Linked DNA regions of Mus musculus: regions 2 and 3 are each linked to region 1. A link is a contact called in public promoter capture Hi-C data. All regions are on one chromosome and are shown on one strand. Each heading gives the region's core, a stretch centred on a gene start, on an enhancer-like site or on the middle of the called end of the contact. The rest is flanking DNA. Distances are from core to core; before and after follow the strand shown.

Region 1 (3,116 bases), core at 233-2,732:
CTGTCCCCCTTGAAGTAGGAATCCAGGATGCTGTGCTCTCAAGACCAGTGCCAGCCACGGCCTCCCCACCAGCTGGTCACTCTCCAAAGGACAGACAGAGGCCACACAAGTCAACTGCACAAAAAGTGACTTGGGAAGGGATTCTGAAAAGCTGCTAGATCTAGATCATTTCTCTAAATGATTAAGGAAAAGAAAAAAGAACAAACGACAGTAGGCAGAGGGGTTTGGGGATAGACAGGAAAAGGAGAGAGGAAATGTAGAATTAAAAAAAAAAAAAGAACACTTTTGGAAAAAACCCAGCCTCAAGCGTCACAGCGGATCTGAGGTGAGTGAGCTATGTTAGCTCACTCCCACCCTTACCGCTGCCTAAAAATATCCACACAGTGAGAAGATTCCAGAGACACAGGTTTGTTTTTTGTTTTTTAACAAATTAGTTCTGTGACACATACAAGGGTCTGAATAATATACTTTGTTAATTTTAAGACTTAACTTGAACCGTGTTCCCACCCATCTCCCTTTAAGGCAGAAGAGTCTGAAGTGTACCTTGACCACGCTGAGCCACATGTCCTTGTGTGCGGAGAATCCATGGAGCATAAGGATGGATGGCTTGTGTCCTGGCCTGCCCCGGAAGGAGTAACAGAACTGATAGTCCTCATGGTGTGCGTAGCGAACTTGCATGCCCAGTGTCCTCCGCCAGTACCTAGGGTCAAGAAAGGCAAGACACAAGTGCATGCTCAGGGGACATGGCTTTCAGAGGGACACTGGTCCTCTCTAGAGATCCTACTTGGAGATGAGACAGATGCTTATTCCAGCTCTTGTCCTTTACCCTCCAGGGGCACTAAGAAGAGAAGTATGTCACACATGTGTTTGGAAAAAAGGGGATCAGCAGGGTGTGTGTGTGTGTGTGTGTGTGTGTGTGTGTGTGTGTGTGTGTAACAATGCACAGACAGCAGAGAGCAACAGGAGCAATATACGTTACACACATGCATGGGAATGTCATCATGAGACTGGTTACCGTGTCCAACTAAGAAATGGTAGTAAAGAAAAGGAAAAATTAGAAGGCCTAGCATTTGAATGAAAAATAAAAGCAAACAAGCAGGCAAGCCAGCCAGCAGAGCACAGCACACACGATGACCTTTCATTAGACAGCTCTCGAGGCTTCAGCTGACTCACTGCTCAGGACTGGCACAAACTGAGCCCTCTGGCTTTATTCCGCACATGGCAGCGGTTGAGGGCTCAGCTTCTGTGGGTTACATAAGCCTGGCAAGGCTGCAATTTGGACTCAAGTCCATTTCAATACGAAATTTCCATTGAAACAAATTGAACTTTCAGCATGAAAAATCTCTTCAAAAATGAAAGATAATTAAATCATCCAGATATCTCCTTTGTAATAGACTGACTCTACACTGTAGCAGCTGTAATAGGCTGATTCTACATCATAGACTGGCTCTACACTATAGCAGCTGTAATAGACTGACTACACTATAGCAGCTGCCAAGTCTTGCAAAATCAAGTCATCAAAAGTGTCCTAATATTTTGTGTGATATGGGGGGGGGGGAGAGAAGTTTAAGTACATATTCATGCTTCCTTGTATCTACAGACAGAAATCGTGGGTACACAGGCACTGTCAAGTGCTGGGCTGAAGACAGAGAATGAGTGAGAAGCAGGGGACAGATGGGCAGGGGTAATAACTGGATTTCTTTTGATCCTTTTGCAATGACTACATTAAAACAGTAGTAAAATTGGCTAGCCTAAGGCTTTTCATAGGGAGAAGCAGGCATATTTCAGTACTCTAAGTAATGGCTGTGTACCATGGGTTTGTATGTTCATTCACAGACCAACCTGATTACGTGACCTGGAACATACAGTTCTTCATTGACAATATAGGGGTAAATACTGCATTGCACAAAGGTTATAGCCAAGAGTAAATGGACTACCCACATGAAAAGTGTTTATTATTGTTATTATCATGTGTGTGCCTTGCATATGAATGTGTGTGGCTTAGTGTCTGAATGTGTGTATGTGTATGTGAGTGCAGCACTTTTAATACGTATACTGGCAGCAGCTGTGGCTGCCCTGTGGGCTCCCTGAGCCGGGGGCTGGGGACTGAGCTCCGGTCTTCAGGAAGAACAGGAAGCAGCCTTAACCACCGAGCAATCTCTTCAACCCCAATCCACACAACTTTTGTTCAAAACCCAGTACATGGTGACATTTGATAAATACTAATTAGCATTATATTTAAAACGTATCTTTCCAAATACTCATCTGCTAAGATTAAAGGGAAAACTTAGAGGCAATACTTGAAACAAATATTATCATCACAGTTTGTTGACATCTCCACTTCTCTAGGGACAAACTCAGCTCACTCAACACAGGCTAAGTAAGCACTGTACCACTGAGCTGCACCCTCAGCCAGGATTGATATCCTCATAAAAAGCTTACACACTAACATAAGCCATGCTAAAAACTTAATTCAACACTGGGCAAAATAAATGAAAGGATAACTCCGGACAGAAGAGAGATTAATGTAAAACAGAAAACATAGTGAAGTTCACTGCTAATTACGATATTAACGTGCAATAAAGTACGTCCTTTTACACCTTTGGACTCTTTGCTCCCTTGCTAGCCATCCTAAAAAAACAAACAAACAACAGCAACAACAACACTCAGGAAGCAAGGGGGAAAAAAAGAAATTTGATTGATTTAGTTTTGGGTAGAACTTGGGAGAGAAAACTTCCCAGCCCCTCTCTACCTGCCCTTATGCAATATGCAGGTATGCTGAATCAAAGCCAGGAATAATGCAGGCATAGACTTAGCTACGTGTTAGGTTGCCCAGACTGTGGGGTAAGTCTTTCCTAGGAGTCAGCTCCTCCTTTGGTCTGTCTGGTCTACCCTCATTGCCTCATTGTATGGACTTTCTCGATGAAATACGAATTTTTAAATTTTATATATACTTACTAATTTAGAGACAGGGTTCTCTTATGTATGCTGGCTCTGAATTCACAGAGAACTTCCTGCCTCTGCCTCCCAAGTGCTGGGATTAAAGGTGTGTACCTGGCTATTAGGTTGGTTTCTGTTTTTGAAGTATATTTGTATGGATGGATGCTTTGCCTGCA
Region 2 (3,116 bases), core at 198-2,697, 220 kb before region 1:
AAGGAATGTAGCAATAAAATAACTCCTAATGACATCCTGCGACACTCATTGATCCAAAGCTGATGACGAAAGCACTTGTTAACAGAGAGCTTATAAACTGCCAGTTCTTTATTGTAGTCTCTAGTCCCAGCACCCAGCAGGCAGAGCCACGGGGATTACCATAAGTTTTGGACTATTTGATCTACATACTAAGTTCCAGACCAGCAAGGACTTCACAGTGAAACCCTGTGTGAAACCAAACGTGAGAGAGTCAGGGAGATTGTTCAGTGAGTAGAGTGCATAGCCAACCATGACAGCCTGTGTCCAATCCCTAGGACCCTCATGGTAGAAGAAAAGAATCAACTCCCACAACAGCTGACATTCACAAGCATACTTTGGCACATTCATATTTGTATACACATGCCCTCCCCTCTTCTCTTTCTCTCACTCTCTCTGTCTAAATATTTTTTAAAATATGGAAATACAAATGGAGAGAAATTAAGTAACTTCCCATGATCGATGATGGCACAAATGTTTAGAGAGGCCAGATGACCATCTCCAAACAGCGAGGTCAGGGTCACCTTTATTATGTATGTATGTATGTATGTATGTATGTATGTGAGAGAAAGGGAGGGAGAAGGGAGGGAGAGAGAGGGAGAAGGAGAGAGGAGTAAAGTCATCAGCTAGTCTGTGCCATGGTGCACTTGAGGATGTCAGAGCACAACCTCTCACAGGGAACTGCATCTTCCTGCAGAGCAAACTGGATAGTGTCTTGGGGATCATGGGGAGCCGTGAGGTCCCTTGGTGTGCTCATGCTCGTGCATGCATGCACACACACACACACACACACATATACACACACTGAGTATGCACTATATACACACATATTAGCACACGTGGGGAGGATGGACAAAGCCCCAGAGAAGAAAACACTGGAATCATGAAGATTTGGAAGTACTGTAAGAGGCCTGTGACTTCTCTCCCAACATTGTACAAATGAGTAGTGTACATATGGAGTAAGAGTTCATCTTTGTGACCTGAGACCTAGTTCAAATTCCAGGTGGGTGGTTTACTTATTGCACAACTTTGGCACTGGTTCTTCACTGACACCATGAAGAATTCATCCTACCTCCCAGGGCAAAGGCTGGATACAAAGGAAGGTCCCAGTGTGCCTCACGTGTGGAGACCAAGTTCTCAGGATCCTTCATAACATACTGCACTCCTCAGGAGCCTGGGCTGGGGGTGAGAGGCTGGGGGCTGTGGGGACACTGGTGAGAAGCACGGCACAGACAAGACCACCGTCAGAGCAGAAGCAGGGGAGAGGGATACTCCTTTCAGCTCACTGTGATGTGACTAGCTTGCCTCCTTGGTGGCAGGACGGGTCCAGAATTTCACAGTGGAAACACCACCTGGACACAGGACACACCCCTCAGAGGGATCCTTTAAGCCTGGAAGCTGAGTCATGCCAGAGTTGCCTGGCACCTGATACAATATACACCCTTTGCCCAACGACACTGGCAGGAAACAGCAGGGCCTCATGCAATACTCTGGCAGAGTCTGTAAATACCAGCACTTTGAGGAGGAGAAAGGAGTGTGGACAAGAGTCTGAAGATTGGGCCTATAGGGAAGAGCCAGCCCAGCCTACAGCGCTGTCCCAGGACAGAGGTGAGTCAAGAGTTTAGTCCCAGGCCAGCCAGAGAACTGACAGAACATACCAAAGGTAATGGCAGTAAAGTGGCGGGCATCCTTAATGGCTCTCAGTTCTGCCCTTGGTTCTCTTGTTGTTTACAGTTGTTTACAGGGGGAAACTGGTGACCACAATAACAAAAATGTAAGGAGTTACTTGCCCCACCTGTTAAAAGGTTAAGAGAGAGGGGGGATTAGCAATGTGGGCTGAGGGCTTGGGTGTTGAAGGAGGTGCAAGGAACCTCGATGAGGGCTGGCATTGAGTAAGACAGAGGAAGTCATGGTGACATCTGAGGAAAGGGTGTCCAGGCAGAGGCAGAGTCCTGGCAAAGGCTGACCAGGAGAGTTGGGGAGCAGCCAGGAGGCAAGGGCGTCTGGCACAGAGGAAGCCAGAGGCAAGACGAGGAGGCAGCTAGGAAGCCTCACAGGAAGGCAGGCAGACAAAGGGCTCCTTGTATACACCAGGCCTCTTGTCAGTACCCCAGACGCCCTCTTCAGAAGCCTGCCAGGGGCTGTGACCTTACAAGGGTACCCCCTTCCTCAGTCCTGTCCTTACTGTACCCTTACTGTATCCTCAGGCTCAGGGGATGAAGGAAAAGAGAACAGGTGACAGGCAGCAGGGAAAGTTGACGGCCAGGCTCTGGGACCACGGAGACAGAGCCACCTCCCTAGCACTGAGTGCTGGGAACAAAGTGCATGAGGGGTGGCCAGTTCTCACAGGAATGCTGATGTCGGGAGGGTTGAGCTACTGTGAGGTCTCTGCAAGCTGGAGCTCACTAGGAACACTGGGGAGTTGAGCCTCAGCCCGAAGAAACAAGAGGGGCAGAAGTCGGGAGGAAAGCATGCAGGCTAGCTGGTGGGAAGCAAGTTTGTGGGCGTGCTAGGACTCCTTTCTACAAGCTAACTCCCTTCTGCACAGTTACAATGACAAGCAAGAAAAGAAAGATGAGACACTGAGCCAGGTAAGAGGGGAAGGTGGCAGAGTGGTGGCCAAGGAGATGGCAAGGAACAGATAGGGCTAAGGGGACTCAAAGAAGGTGGATGGATGAGTCTAGTTGTTCATTCACTGAGGGGAGTGGGGACTTCTAAAAGGCCAAGGGTTTGTTGTGAAGGAAGCAGGCCACATCTTGGCTATGGGGGACACAGGAGTCCAGAGAGAAAGCACTTCACAGGAAGAGAGCAAGCTTTCTCCTCCTCTTCCTTCTTCCTACAGGCTTCCTCTCCTTCATTCTCTTCTCCTACACTATGGGAATTAAACCCAGGGCCTTTTGTAGACTAGGCAAGCACTCTCCAGGTATCTACTACTGTTTTGAAACACAGTCTCACTGAATTACCCAGCCTGTCTGGAACTAGTTCTGTACTCCAGGTAGATCTTATGATCCTCCTACCTCTGCCTGCCAAGTATATGGGATGACAGACCTATACCATCAAGCCTCATGCCACAGTGTTCA
Region 3 (3,116 bases), core at 271-2,770, 130 kb before region 1:
GAAAGAGTGTCTTTGTTCACATATACTCTGAAGTTAGGGGACTCTGATGTAAGCAAACTTCATAGTTTGAATAGATGAGAACACTAAAGCCAATGTAGTGAATGCAATATTTAAGTTGCTAGTAAATAGAATTTGGAACATTTAAGCCATAGAAAAATAGTGGTAAGAAGAAAAACTATGGACTGGTTGGTGGTAGCATAAACCTTTAATCCCAGCACTCAGAAGGCAGTAGCAGGTGGATCTCTGTAAATTCAAGGCCAGCCTAGTCTACAGAGAGAGTTCCAAGACACCCAGGACTACACATAAAAACACTTCCTTGTGAGGAAAAACAAAAACCAAAACCACTTACATTAAAGTTTTTCAAGGCAGGAGAGGGGATTTGAAGTCCTTGTCCCAAACACAAGTTTATATAATTTTTGATAGAAAGACTCATATTGGGGCTGGTGAGATGGCTCAGTGGGTAAGAGCACCCGACTGCTCTTCCAAAGGTCCAGAGTTCAAATCCCAGCAACCACATGGTGGCTCATAACCATCCGTAACGAGATCTGATGCCCTCTTCTGGTATATCTGAAGACAGCTACAGTGTACTTACATATAATAATAAATAAATCTTAAAAAAAAAAAAAAAAAAAAAGAAAGACTCATATTTGATATATCTCACATGGTGACCACCTGATGGCAGCAATGAGGGAGGTTTGGAAGGAGGTGATCCCATACCTCAGTGTCCTTTTACAGTCGATGAGACTGAATGCAGAATATAAAGGCCACATCTAAGTATCTATTCTCAACTGTCTCTTGTCCTGCTAAAGCTATGTTTCAGGCTTCTCCAGTCCCGGTATGCCATCTAAATTCAGCAAGATCAGAACAACCTCCTCACCTCTTCTCGCCTGGATGGAGATAATACAAACAGAAACCACCTAAAAGCACTTATCAAGCACACATCACAGTACTTGGCACACAGTGGACGCTTAGTGCCTACATGAAAGCTATTGTTCACATTCAATTTACAGCGCCCTTCATATAATGGTAGGTTCACCCTCCACTGTTGTGTGTGCAAGATTCACACGTTGCTCAAAGTCCTTCAGTGCCCGCAAAGGGGTGGCTTTACGGTCCTAGCAGCCTCGGTCGGATCAGGCTGCACTGACTCAGTCCCAGCACGTGAGCAGTCAGCAGTCAAGTCTGAGTGTAGGGCGTGTTAGGTGCATGACAGCCTCTGCAAGCGGTCTGCAAAGTTATCTCCAGTGCACCGGGTCAGAGAGGAACAGCAGCCTCACGTCACCTCTGCTGGACCGCGACTCGCTAGGTGGGCGGGGCTCGCAGGCGTCGAAACTAGCCGTTGGCTACGCATGCAGAGGCGGGGCCCAGAGGGCGCGCTCTGCCAAAGCCTGGGGGCGGGGCCTATGAAATAGCGCCTTGCTATTGGCTTCCTCAGGAAGACGGGACTCTCAGTTACCATTCTATTGGCTTTGCCGAACAGAGGTGGGACGTAAAGGTGTCACGCCCTACTATTGGCTGCGTCAGACGGGCTCTGCGGCGCTTCTGTGTTGTCATTCGGCAGCTAGTAGAGGACACGGGCAAGATGGCGGTGGTGGCTGGTCTGGTGCGGGGACCCTTGCGGCAGGTAGGTAGCGGCCCCTAGCGCGTCCACTGTAGGCCCTGTGCCCTTTCTGAACCCTTTTTTCTCTCCCTTCCAGGCTTCCGGGCTGCTGAAGAGGCGTTTTCACCGCTCGGCGCCCGCAGCGGTGCAGGTAACCGGTCCCGACGTCGGGCAAGGCCGGGAGGGAGCCCTGGGGCCCGGGAGCAGGCCTGAGAGATCGGGGTCGTGTCTGCCCCAGGGCCAGGTGGCATCTTGGACCCTGACAGCGGCCGCGTCCTGCGGATGATTCGCGCTGCCTCTGTCCTCGCCCGGTGCCATTCATATTGGTAACCATCCCTTCGAGGCCGGTGGCAGTCGAACAGACAACCACCTGCTTTCCTGACTTTTAATCCCCACCCTGGAGTTGTGGTAAAATGTAGCTTTGAAATCTTATGTGTTCAAATGTGGCATCGAATGAATTCACGGTCTACACTGTCAACTTCCAGAACTTTACACGATAATAATTCACACTCTTTCGGCCGCTGTTGTATTGTACTTTTCTGGCTCTTTTTGAGTTCTTGTTTTAGAGCGTCATATAAGTTGAATCTTTTGTTCTTTTGTGTCTGGCTTATTTAAAAAGGTTCATCCACATTGTAGAATACATTCATCAGAATTTGTTCCTTTGGAACGTTGAATCATATCCTTTGTACGTTTTATTTATACATTCATTTAAGGGTGGTTTGTTTCTATCTTTTGAATTTGTTACGGTGCTGAGAACATTGGCTTGCAGATACATGCTTTTTTTGGCATATATATATCTAGAAGGATTTTATCAGTCTACATTACTGTAGTAGCATAGCAGCACCTGCATTGTGGATGTCAAGTGTTGTGCACTAGTGAACGCTTAATACTTAGTCGTAGTTAGTATCCATAGTTAGACCTTCCTTGCTAGTTCTCTAAGTCTTAGTACTTCAAGTGTATTGGTAAAACAGCCTGGCATGCTTCCTCCGTAGGAAACTGCCTGGGAGCTGGTTTAGCAATCGCTCAGTTTTCTTGCCCGTGCATATGAAGCAGTAGAGCAGAAGTGTTCTGTAAGCTTGTCACTGACGCCTAGTGAAGATTAGTTGGCATAAGTGGTACTTGTTACGTTCTATGTGTGTGAGCATGCACATTGTGGTCAATGTGCAGGGGATCCGTTTCCTCCTTCCGCCATGTAGGAAACTGGAGATGAAACTCAGCAGGCTTGGCCACCTTGCCTCCTCAGATTCTTGGAATGTGGGCTGCCTGCATGAGTGTTAAATTTATGTGTTATGTTGTGGGCAGTGTAGGTAAGTATAAGGAAGGGGGTTTCCATAGTCTCCTGAATAATCCTGTAGCATGTTTTCTGTTTATATACTTGTGACAGTTGACAGTTCGTGAAGCTATTAATCAAGGTATGGATGAAGAACTAGAAAGAGATGAAAAAGTTTTTCTGCTTGGGGAAGAAGTTGCCCAGTATGACGGTGCATACAAGGTAACTGAAATAGATAAACTTTATGTA

What was found. Promoter capture Hi-C pulls out the DNA fragments that hold promoters and counts their contacts.
Region 2: a promoter capture Hi-C map of liver shows a contact between it and region 1. The contact joins the promoter of Acox2 here to the enhancer-like site in region 1. A contact is called at or near these places in 5 of 39 promoter capture datasets (the C10 cell line, cranial neural crest, liver and 2 more) and 2 of 9 other capture datasets (adipose tissue and liver).
Region 3: a contact with region 1 is called in a promoter capture Hi-C map of liver. The contact joins the promoter of Pdhb here to the enhancer-like site in region 1. A contact is called at or near these places in 9 of 39 promoter capture datasets (the C10 cell line, the HPC-7 cell line, cranial neural crest and 6 more), 5 of 115 datasets of contacts at active chromatin or transcription factors (the SCID.adh cell line, embryonic stem cells and large pre-B cells) and 3 of 9 other capture datasets (adipose tissue, liver and pancreatic islet).

The regions. Positions count from the first base shown.
Region 1 is chr14:8,037,332-8,040,447 of GRCm38.p6, reverse strand. It overlaps Abhd6 (abhydrolase domain containing 6), which reads right to left. Exons shown (of 9, transcript NM_025341.4): 3 at 544-700. Among named protein-coding and RNA genes, the nearest start is that of Gm41094, 17 kb to the left of the region's middle. Within about 2 kb of position 1,482, at least 72 of the 459 cell types and tissues checked have an H3K27ac peak or open chromatin away from gene starts, as enhancers often do. A contact at or near this core is called in adipose tissue, liver and neural stem cells, where this site is marked.
Region 2 is chr14:8,257,350-8,260,465 of GRCm38.p6, reverse strand. It overlaps Acox2 (acyl-Coenzyme A oxidase 2, branched chain), which reads left to right and starts at 1,447. Exons shown (of 15, transcript NM_053115.2): 1 at 1,447-1,644.
Region 3 is chr14:8,171,396-8,174,511 of GRCm38.p6, reverse strand. It overlaps Pdhb (pyruvate dehydrogenase (lipoamide) beta), which reads left to right and starts at 1,520. Exons shown (of 10, transcript NM_024221.3): 1 at 1,520-1,621; 2 at 1,695-1,748; 3 at 2,982-3,089. The coding sequence starts at 1,580.